Linked DNA regions of Capsicum annuum: regions 2 and 3 are each linked to region 1. A link is a contact called in public Hi-C data. All regions are on one chromosome and are shown on one strand. Each heading gives the region's core, a stretch centred on a gene start, on an enhancer-like site or on the middle of the called end of the contact. The rest is flanking DNA. Distances are from core to core; before and after follow the strand shown. Region 1 holds the start of LOC107845650. Region 2 holds the start of LOC107845381 (zinc finger protein GIS2). Region 3 holds the start of LOC107845395 (phosphatidylinositol/phosphatidylcholine transfer protein SFH8).

Region 1 (3,038 bases), core at 334-2,833:
ATCTATGTATCAAATGATAATCAAAGGAATTGGCTACTAAAATAGAAAGAGAAGATAGGCAACTCGGGAGTTCAAGTTGCAGTTTATTAAAAAATTGATAATACATGAGATAATACAATGGAAGCTTATTGATAATATATAAGGAAAGACATGATTTACTCCTGAGCTTGTCCTCTCAACTTACTTTAGCATTTAAACTAAACTTCCATTTATTTTCTCCCATTAACATCTTTAAAGTGAATTTATTTCACCCCTAATACTGACATGACATTTTCAAGAAAAAATAGGCACGTTTAATTTGTAACAAAAATTAATTTCACTAATATTATATTTTAAATATAATAGAAATTCTTTTTAACAAAAAAACTGAACACCTTTTTCTTCTTTTCTTCTCCAAAACATCATTAAGAAAAACACTCAAATTCCTTCATTAATAACATCAAATCCATTCTCCACCAACACTCTCCTTTAATTTTTTTTATTTTCCTTCATTAATACCACCAAAGAATAAACATGAAGACACCGAATTAAAATTTTTTCTCTATTGAACACCATCTCAACCTTCAATCCAACTCCCTAAAAATTTGAACAAATATTAAATTAAATTGATGATTTTATTTTTGAACCACTTATCAACAATGAGATTTATTTTGATTTTTACTTTTGAATTTTTTGATTAATAAAACAATTTTTGAACAGTAAAATAAGTGAAAAAATTAATTTTAACTTGATGGAGGTGTTTTTATGTTTGAATAAGAAAGGTGGGGAGGGTTGGAAGGGAGAAAGAACGGCAGGGGGCGAGGGAACCTGTTTGTAGGGGAGGGGGCTGGAAGAGGAGGGGGTATTTTTGTTTTTGAACAAGAAAGAAGGGGTGGGGGAGGCTGGAAGGGGAGAAAGTAAGGGGTGGGGGAGGCTGGAAGGGGAGAAAGAGTAGGGGGTAGGGGTGGGGCTGAAAGGGGAGAAAGAGCGGGAGAGGGGGCGGGGGTACCTATTTACAGGGTTGGGGTTGCGGGGGACTGGAAGAGAGGGGGGGGGGGGGGTCTGAAGAAGAAGAAAAATGGGGTGGGGTAGGGCATTTTCTTTAATATATATATAATATTATTTAAATATATATATATATATATATATTTAAAAGTAAAAAATATATATGTACTATTTATATATATATAGTTATATATATATATATATATTTAAATAAATAGTACATATATATTTTTTACTTTTTAAAACAAAAATACATAAACATAGTATGTGAGTGAGATTACTTTTTTTTTTTTAAAATTATAATTTCTTACATGGCAATGAAATGACACTGACGTGACACTAATTTGGTACTGACATGACGCGTGTGTAGTGCACTCTTTATTGTGAAATTGGGATTGTGATTTTGAAGGTGAAATAAATTTACTTTAAACATATTAAGGGTAAATAAATAAAAATTTAATTTAAGTGATAAAGTAAGTTGAGCGAATAAGTTCGAGAAAAAAATTGATGTCTTTTCTCATAATATTTTAACACAATAATTTATGGAATCATTGACTAGTCATAAAAGGACGAAAATGTTCATATGTGAAAGTGAGAGGGCAACAACTTGGTTACTTGTCGACAAAATAGTTTGTACTGTTAATGCTTTTCTTTCTTCTCGTGACTATGAACCAATACTAGTCTATTCCTCTATTTTTCCAATTAATCTCCTCATATAATTGATCTTTGTATCACTCCAAATCCACTGCCCCTCAGTCTATGAGCAAATGGCTACCATTATCTCTATTGTTTTTATCCTCCAAATATGCTTTCAGAATTGTCTAGTTCTTGCTAGTCCAATTCTTGGCCAAATTAGTAGAGAAACATTGGAGATAATCATCGGTGGAGGTGGTGGTAATTCTCCACCACCACCTCTCCCGGATAATCAAGATTGTCCCCCACCCCCTCCACCACCCGAACCTCCTTGCCCTCCGCCACCATCACCACCATTGCTCTTCTTTGAAAGTAAACGTGTCGAGATCGCCTATCATGTTATCCAAAAGTTTAAGGCCAAAATCAAGCATGACCCCCTTGGCATTACGACCACATGGGTTGGCTCTGATGTTTGTAACAAGTACAAGGGTTTCCATTGTGCAGTGGTTCCTAACTATAAGGTTCAATCATTAGCTGCGGTGGACTTTAATCAATTCAAGTTTGATGGCCCTGACCTCACTCTTGATGGCTTTCTTGATGAACTACCAGACATAACAATCTTTCATGCAAATTCCAACAAGTTTAAAGGCACAATCCCAAAAAAAATCGCCAATCTTCGTTACCTCTATGAGCTAGACCTTAGCAACAACAATTATAATGGTGAATTCCCATATAACGTTCTTAATGCCAAGAACTTATATTTCTTGGACCTTAGGTTCAATATGTTTTCCGGGGTAGTTCCGCCTCAAGTTTTCTTGCTAAACCTTGATGTTCTGTTCATCAACAACAACAATTTAATGCAGAAACTTCCTGCTAACTTGGGATCAACTCCAGTTCTTTACTTAACTTTAGCCAACAACAAATTCACTGGTCCAATTCCCCGTAGCATTGGCCAAGCGTGTAAAACATTACGTGAAGTACTGTTCTTGAACAACCAGCTCACTGGGTGCTTGCCTTATGAAATTGGGCTTTTAAGTAAGGCCACTATTTTCGATGTGAGCAAAAATCAGTTAACTGGGATAATACCTCTTTCATTTGGATGTTTGGCTAAGATGCAGATACTGAACTTGGCACAAAATCAGTTCTATGGTGCTGTGCCTGAACTGCTGTGCAAGCTGTCCAACTTGAAGAATTTGTCACTACCATATAATTACTTCACAAAGGTTGGGCCAGAATGCAAGAAGTTAATTCAAAGAAAGGTTCTTGATGTAAGGATGAACTGCATTCCAGGCTTGCCAATGCAAAGATCTGCAGGGGAATGTTCAGTGTTCTTCTGCAAGCCTAGATCTTGTCCTGATGAAAAGTCATTGGGATTGTTTCCCTGTAGCATTGACAGTTTTAAGAAGAATCAACTGGACTCA
Region 2 (3,038 bases), core at 402-2,901, 220 kb after region 1:
TCAATTTTGTAAAATAAATAAATAAATAGTTACTCTCTCTATCTCAGACAGAATCACGTTCACTTGCCAATGATCAATATTCAGTGTGTGATTGGCAGCAAATAATTCACCTCCCTAAAATAGAGGTTATAATATTATAATTATATGTATACAAAACTTCTAAGCAAAAAAATAATTCGTTGAACTGCAGGAAATGTTCAACGTGTTACAGAGTACAATATATACATATCTTTAAGTCTTTAACTTTACAAAAGGTAACAGACTTTGTTGAATCAAAAAGGAAGATTCATGGTACAAGTCAAGCATTTTCATCATGTAGCTAAACAATGACTGCACCGTGCCTCCCCAGTTACATCCTTTCTCCCCATGTTATCAACTTCAATCCTCACATCACCATTCCTCCTTACTATAATCTATCAGTATATTCACAACAAGCGCACCCAGACCCACAAGGTGTAAGATCTGACCAACAGATACACTCTGCAACCCCGGCCACGGAAAATGAAGAACAACAGAGAAAACAACTGCTTTTTTCCAATTATCCAGGTTCGAAAAGTTAAATGGGGTTTAGATTTATTTCAGCCTCCAATCACCTTTAGTTTCAAAAGTTCTCGTTTTCTTTTTCTTTTTAGTTGGGATAGGATGGATAAAGAGCTGAAATATGTTCAGATATCTTCAATTTCATTCATCAAGAAATCAATTGGAATCAATAAGCAGAATAGTAAAACAGCCCATCACCACACACCAACCCTTAGTAGAATGGCCCGTGCATTAAAACACAAAATCTCTCAGCTTCTCGCATTCTCATTAATCTTTTACATCCTTCTTTCCACCTATTCAAAAGCAACAAAGAAAGCACTTGTACACACAGCTTCCTCCCCAATTTATAACAGTGGTTAGATATGTCACTTGTTCTTTCCCAGATAATTTTGGATAGAAAAACACTATGCAAGAACAATCACTCAAGAAACACACAAAAACGGGGAACTACTAGGAATACTAGAATAAATGTGACAAAAAATAAAATGAATAATTATATATAAAGATATAGTTCTACTTCTAGCTGATAAAGTATTCCAATCAATATTTGAGTTCCAACATGACCAAAAGACTCCGAGTTAAGAACCAGTTCAGCTACTATCCAACAATAAAACCTAAACCAATCAACCGACTACACTTTAATCCCCAGCTAGCTGGTCTTCCTCTATCTAAAACCTCATATCAATTTCAAAGTAGGGCGACATAGAACAATAAAAACTTAGAAACATATAACAGCCGGCTAAAATAGAAAATGGTGGTTGGAGCTGCCAATTATTCCGTGGAATTAGTGAGTTACACACAACGTAGCTCAGAAACCAGGGTAGTAAAAAAAAATACAATATAAATACAAGGTCATTCATTAAAGAGTAAAAATAAATCACAAAGCTAATCCTAGAAGGAAAAATAGAAATAGAAAGACGGAGAAAGAAAAGAAAGAGATGAACCTGAAACAGCGTGGTAGATCTGGCAATTAGGGTTAGATTTTGGGATGCTGAGAGAGAGAGAAATAGAGCGAGGGCACGAGAAAGAAAGTACTAAGGAATAATGGATAAGGCGAGCGCCAGGCGAAGGAAATAGCTACCGGTTTTCGGGTAAGGGTTGCCCCCCTAAGTTGATGGATACCCAATATAGCCTTTACCTTTTTATTTTTGTTAAAATTAAAAAAAAAAAAAAAAAAAAAAAAGGTTTTTTGAAATAGCAATTCATAAATTTAACTAGGAAAAAAAGGTAGAATCATCTATTTATGGGAAAGGGGTCAAATTTACCCCTCTATTTTAAAAAATTGTCAAATATATTATTTGTCTTACTTTACTATTAAATATATACTTAATGTTATATTTTGGGATCAAATTTACTCTTTTATTTTAAAAAATTGACTAAATGTATCCTTTATCATACTTTGAAATCAATTTACTCTCAACGTCATACTTTGGGGTCAAATTTATCCTCATTGTTAAGAAATTTTTAACATGTGCACTTCTTTCAACAAAAAAGATCAAATCAAAGCTAAATGGTCCATTTTTTAAAAATAAAACATATCGTAATTTAACCCTCCCCAGATCTGACCCACAAAAAATACACAAATAAATACACCCCTCTCTCAGTTCTCTTGGTCGAATTTTCTCAACGAATAATTATATTTCTCTTCAACGTGTTACATTAGTAGGTTGTTTATAAATGAACAAAAGGTAGAATGAAATGTGATAACGCAGAAGCATGGAACTAGAGAAAATGTCTATTACAAACTTTGCTCATGTTATAATTATTTTCAACTTTCAAAATTTGGTATGCAATTTTATGTGCATCTAGATTCTAAAATTAGTTGATAAGTTTTCTAAGCAAATGACATGATATATAGATCCAAATTGTATATAAAGACATAAGAATAAAGAGTTGTCACGATTGACACGTAACGAGACCTCATAACTCAATCATCCAGAAAAAATATCAGTAGACCTAGTCTGTTGAATTTGACCGCTAAGTGTCATTTTTCATGAGCTCTACACTAATGCAGATCCATGAACTGGGGAGGGTATATTTGTTTAAGTTTGTACTGATGTAGATCCATTTTTAATGAGTTACGCACTAATAAATATCTAGTGACTTAATTTCATTGAAAAATTTTGATCAACAAAACTGAGGGAGGTATAGTTGTTTGTGATTTTTTTTTATGGCTCGAATTGAATTAGGGTTATTTTATTTTTTTAAAAAAGGGCATTAAACATTGATTTGAAAATTTCTATTAAAGAAAGGGTACATATGAAAAGTTTCTTAAATTTAGCCTCAAAATATGACGAAGAATATATATTTAGCCATTTTTTTCCAAGTATGAGACTAGATTTGGCCCTAAAGTACAATATCAAGTGAATATGTGACCCCAAAATTTGATGAACGATATATTTAGCCAATTTTCTAAACTTGAGAGGTAAATTTGATCCCTTCCCTTAATCTTCGATTTCTTCTTTTTTATTTTTTCCCTTTTTCATTTTTTTCATGTT
Region 3 (3,038 bases), core at 301-2,800, 160 kb before region 1:
GAAATAAGTGTTCAATGTGGTAGTTAAATATTTAACATTAATAGGATGTTTTTGTAAAAATAAAAAGGGGAGGGTCATTTATAATAACAAATTAAGTTGAAATTAAAGTTGAAAAAAAGTAAAACTTATTTTCAGTTTTCAAAAATAATTTGAAATTGAATTTGAAATTCTCATGACCGAACACGTCAATTTTCACTAAAGTGAAATAATTTATCAAAAAAATGAAATTTTTTTATGGCCAAACGGGTTAACAGTTAAAGGATATGGGCTGACCACTTTGAAAAGAAATAACCTACAATTTGAAAATGTGGACAATTGAAGCCAGTTGGGGCAATTTATTTTTCTTTTTTAGCCATTTGACCCAACTGAACACATGCAGTCTCTATACTCAATTGATACACTTTTATACCATATTGATACACTTTAATTCCATATTGATATATTTTTATACAATTATTGTATAAAATATGTATTTGTATTTGGTATCAAAAATTCATGTATTTGACATCAAATATTGTATTTGATTGATAAAAAAGAAGAGCAACAATTACAATATTATAAAATCGTATTTGATTGTTAGAAAAACTATACCAATTAGAAGAATAACTCTTTCTTTTTAAAATGGAGTTGCGAAAAAAAAAGTGAAAAAAGACAAATTTTTTTAGAAAAAGAGAGCAAGCAATGAATTTTTCAAAAAAGTGTAGATGCGCCTTTTTCACTCCGAGGGTTAGGGGATAGGGTTGGTCGAGAATTTCATTACCTAAGTACGCCACTATAGCCACTAAAAGGGTCATATCTTGTTGAAGAGGAAGTGAAAGGAGCAAGACCTTGCGGAGTAGGTACGGAAGGGGAGGCCTCTTCAGAGGTAGTTAAAACCCTTTATTTCAGGGAGGCAAGATAGGATCTTTCTTTTAGGATAGGACCACATACCCTAATTGAGACCCGGAGGGAAGCTGGATCTACTCTAAAGTAGAGTAGCAATTTAAAAAAATAGCTAAAAGGCCAAAAAAAAATAAATGAAGGCAGTAACAAAAAATGGCCTAAATGGCTATGTTTTGGAAATTCAAAATCAATGGCCATTCGGCGACAATTTTTTTAGTCGAGTGACTATTCTTGTCCATTCCCTTTTTATTTTTCGGTTGAACTCTTGGGAGTTTATTGCACCCTTCAGGTGTCCATCTAGCCGGTCCACATGAGTCGTAAATTATTACTTCCTTTGTCCCATTTTATATTTCATCATTTTCTTTTTAGTCCGTCTCAAAAAGAATGTCATGTTTCCTTATTTGGTAAATATTTAAAAACACAATTATATTTTTATCCTTATTGGACCCACTTAATTAAAAAAAATAGTAGCACATTTTTTTATAAAGGATAATTTGATAAATATTATTAAGTCTTCTCTTATTTTTTAAAATTTATGCCCGGTCAAATGACGACACATAAAATAGGACGGAGGGAGTATTAGTTTCCGTTTGGTGTCTTTAATTTTCAGTCCTAAAATACCGCTAATCTTTCTTCTCCGTTACAAATATTTTGATGCATTTATAGCCGTCCGATCAATGCTCATATACTTCCAAAATAGGTGGCTCCAGCTCTGTTTCTTCCCATTTTTCTTCTCCCACCGACTGAATATTCAAGGAATTTTCATTTTTTCTTGTTAATCTTCTAGTAGGGTTTTGAACAGCTCTTTTTCGATCTAGTGAGTTATCCAAATCTTCTTGTGTTTACAATTATTCTTATCACGCTCTTTGTATTCTCCGATCTACTAATCATCAGGATTCATCGTCGGCGGCTATGTCAGGTCCATTAGATCGATTTGCAATGCCTTGTGAGTTGACCTTCTTTACTGATTTTGAACTGCATTGTTGAATTTTAGTTACATTAGTGTTTTTTTGTGTCAGTATGCAGTTCAATGATTGATGAAACAGGTTAAAATTTTAAAAATTCCTTAACCGTCTCCGTCTCGGTTTCAATTCTACAGAGTCACCTTTGTTAGGGAGCGCTTTTCCCCAAAGTGAGACTTCCTCATGTGAATCCGATTCAGTTGAACTCCAATGAGTTTACTGGACACTGGGTGGAAACAAAAAAACAGGTTTATATTTGGATACGGTTTTGCTTAGTAAAGTAATTATGTATCGATTCCAAATTAGTATTTAGAGGTTTCTTGATATTTTCCTTTGATAATGAATTTTCCATTACACTCTTCCTTATAGGTTTTGAGAGGATTTATTAGCTAGACTAGGTTTTAGGTGCTTGTCAACTCGTGTAATTGTGTGGCGAATCTAGGAATTTTGCTAATGGTGCTTAAATCTTTAGTATATATCTCTAAAAAGTTGTTTTTGGCCTGTGTATACTGAATTATTTTCTATATGCACATATAATTTTTTGACAAAGGATGTTTGAGTGACGACCCTTGGGTCAATGCTGCTACGCCACAACCTTGTGCCTTTATCTGGGTTTGAGAGTGGTTGAAGCTCACATTTGTAGAGTAATATGGCTGACTTCAGTCTAACACACTGTTTGGATGGTGGTTATATATTGGTTCACAATATGTTATCGTGTTGTCTTGTTTTAATGAATGTAATATTTGGATAGATTGTATTGTTTTCTGTCGTTACATAATGTCAAAATCAACTATTTGAAGGGTAGACTTATGGTAAAAAGCTTATGGGGTAGAGATACTATAAAAAGTTAGGATAAATGAAAAAATAGGATTACTAAATGATAAGTAAATAGAAAATGAGGAGAAAAAAAGGTAACAATGTGATCACACCAGATTGGTCGTTACACAAAATAAGGCTTTTTGTCTTTATCTAATGATGAATTTAAAAATATGATACAATAAGATTTAACAATCAAAACAAACATTGCATTTAAACTAATGAAACAATATAAATAGGATACAACCATCGTCTGTAACTGTGGGAAGGTCCTCGGTAATTTTTCAGGAACTACAGCTTGGGTGGTCCTTTTCTTTAATGGTTTTGGTGGGTTGAGTTTGTTGAATTGTGGAAATGAAATATCATTCTTCTGTGGTA

Evidence for each region. A called contact is a pair of places that touch in the nucleus more often than the background predicts.
Region 2: a Hi-C map of leaf shows a contact between it and region 1, with 2.1 times the contacts expected there. The contact joins the promoter of LOC107845381 here to the promoter of LOC107845650 in region 1. A contact is called at or near these places in 2 of 5 Hi-C or Micro-C datasets (leaf and placenta).
Region 3: a contact with region 1 is called in a Hi-C map of placenta, with 3 times the contacts expected there. The contact joins the promoter of LOC107845395 here to the promoter of LOC107845650 in region 1. A contact is called at or near these places in 2 of 5 Hi-C or Micro-C datasets (leaf and placenta).

The regions. Positions count from the first base shown.
Region 1 is chr10:55,175,039-55,178,076 of UCD10Xv1.1, reverse strand. It overlaps LOC107845650, which reads left to right and starts at 1,583. Exons shown (of 1, transcript XM_016690080.2): 1 at 1,583-3,038. The coding sequence starts at 1,752.
Region 2 is chr10:54,952,843-54,955,880 of UCD10Xv1.1, reverse strand. LOC107845381 (zinc finger protein GIS2) reads right to left here and starts at 1,651. Exons shown (of 4, transcript XM_016689669.2): 1 at 1,485-1,651.
Region 3 is chr10:55,340,004-55,343,041 of UCD10Xv1.1, reverse strand. LOC107845395 (phosphatidylinositol/phosphatidylcholine transfer protein SFH8) reads left to right here and starts at 1,550. Exons shown (of 14, transcript XM_047397921.1): 1 at 1,550-1,828. The coding sequence starts at 1,795.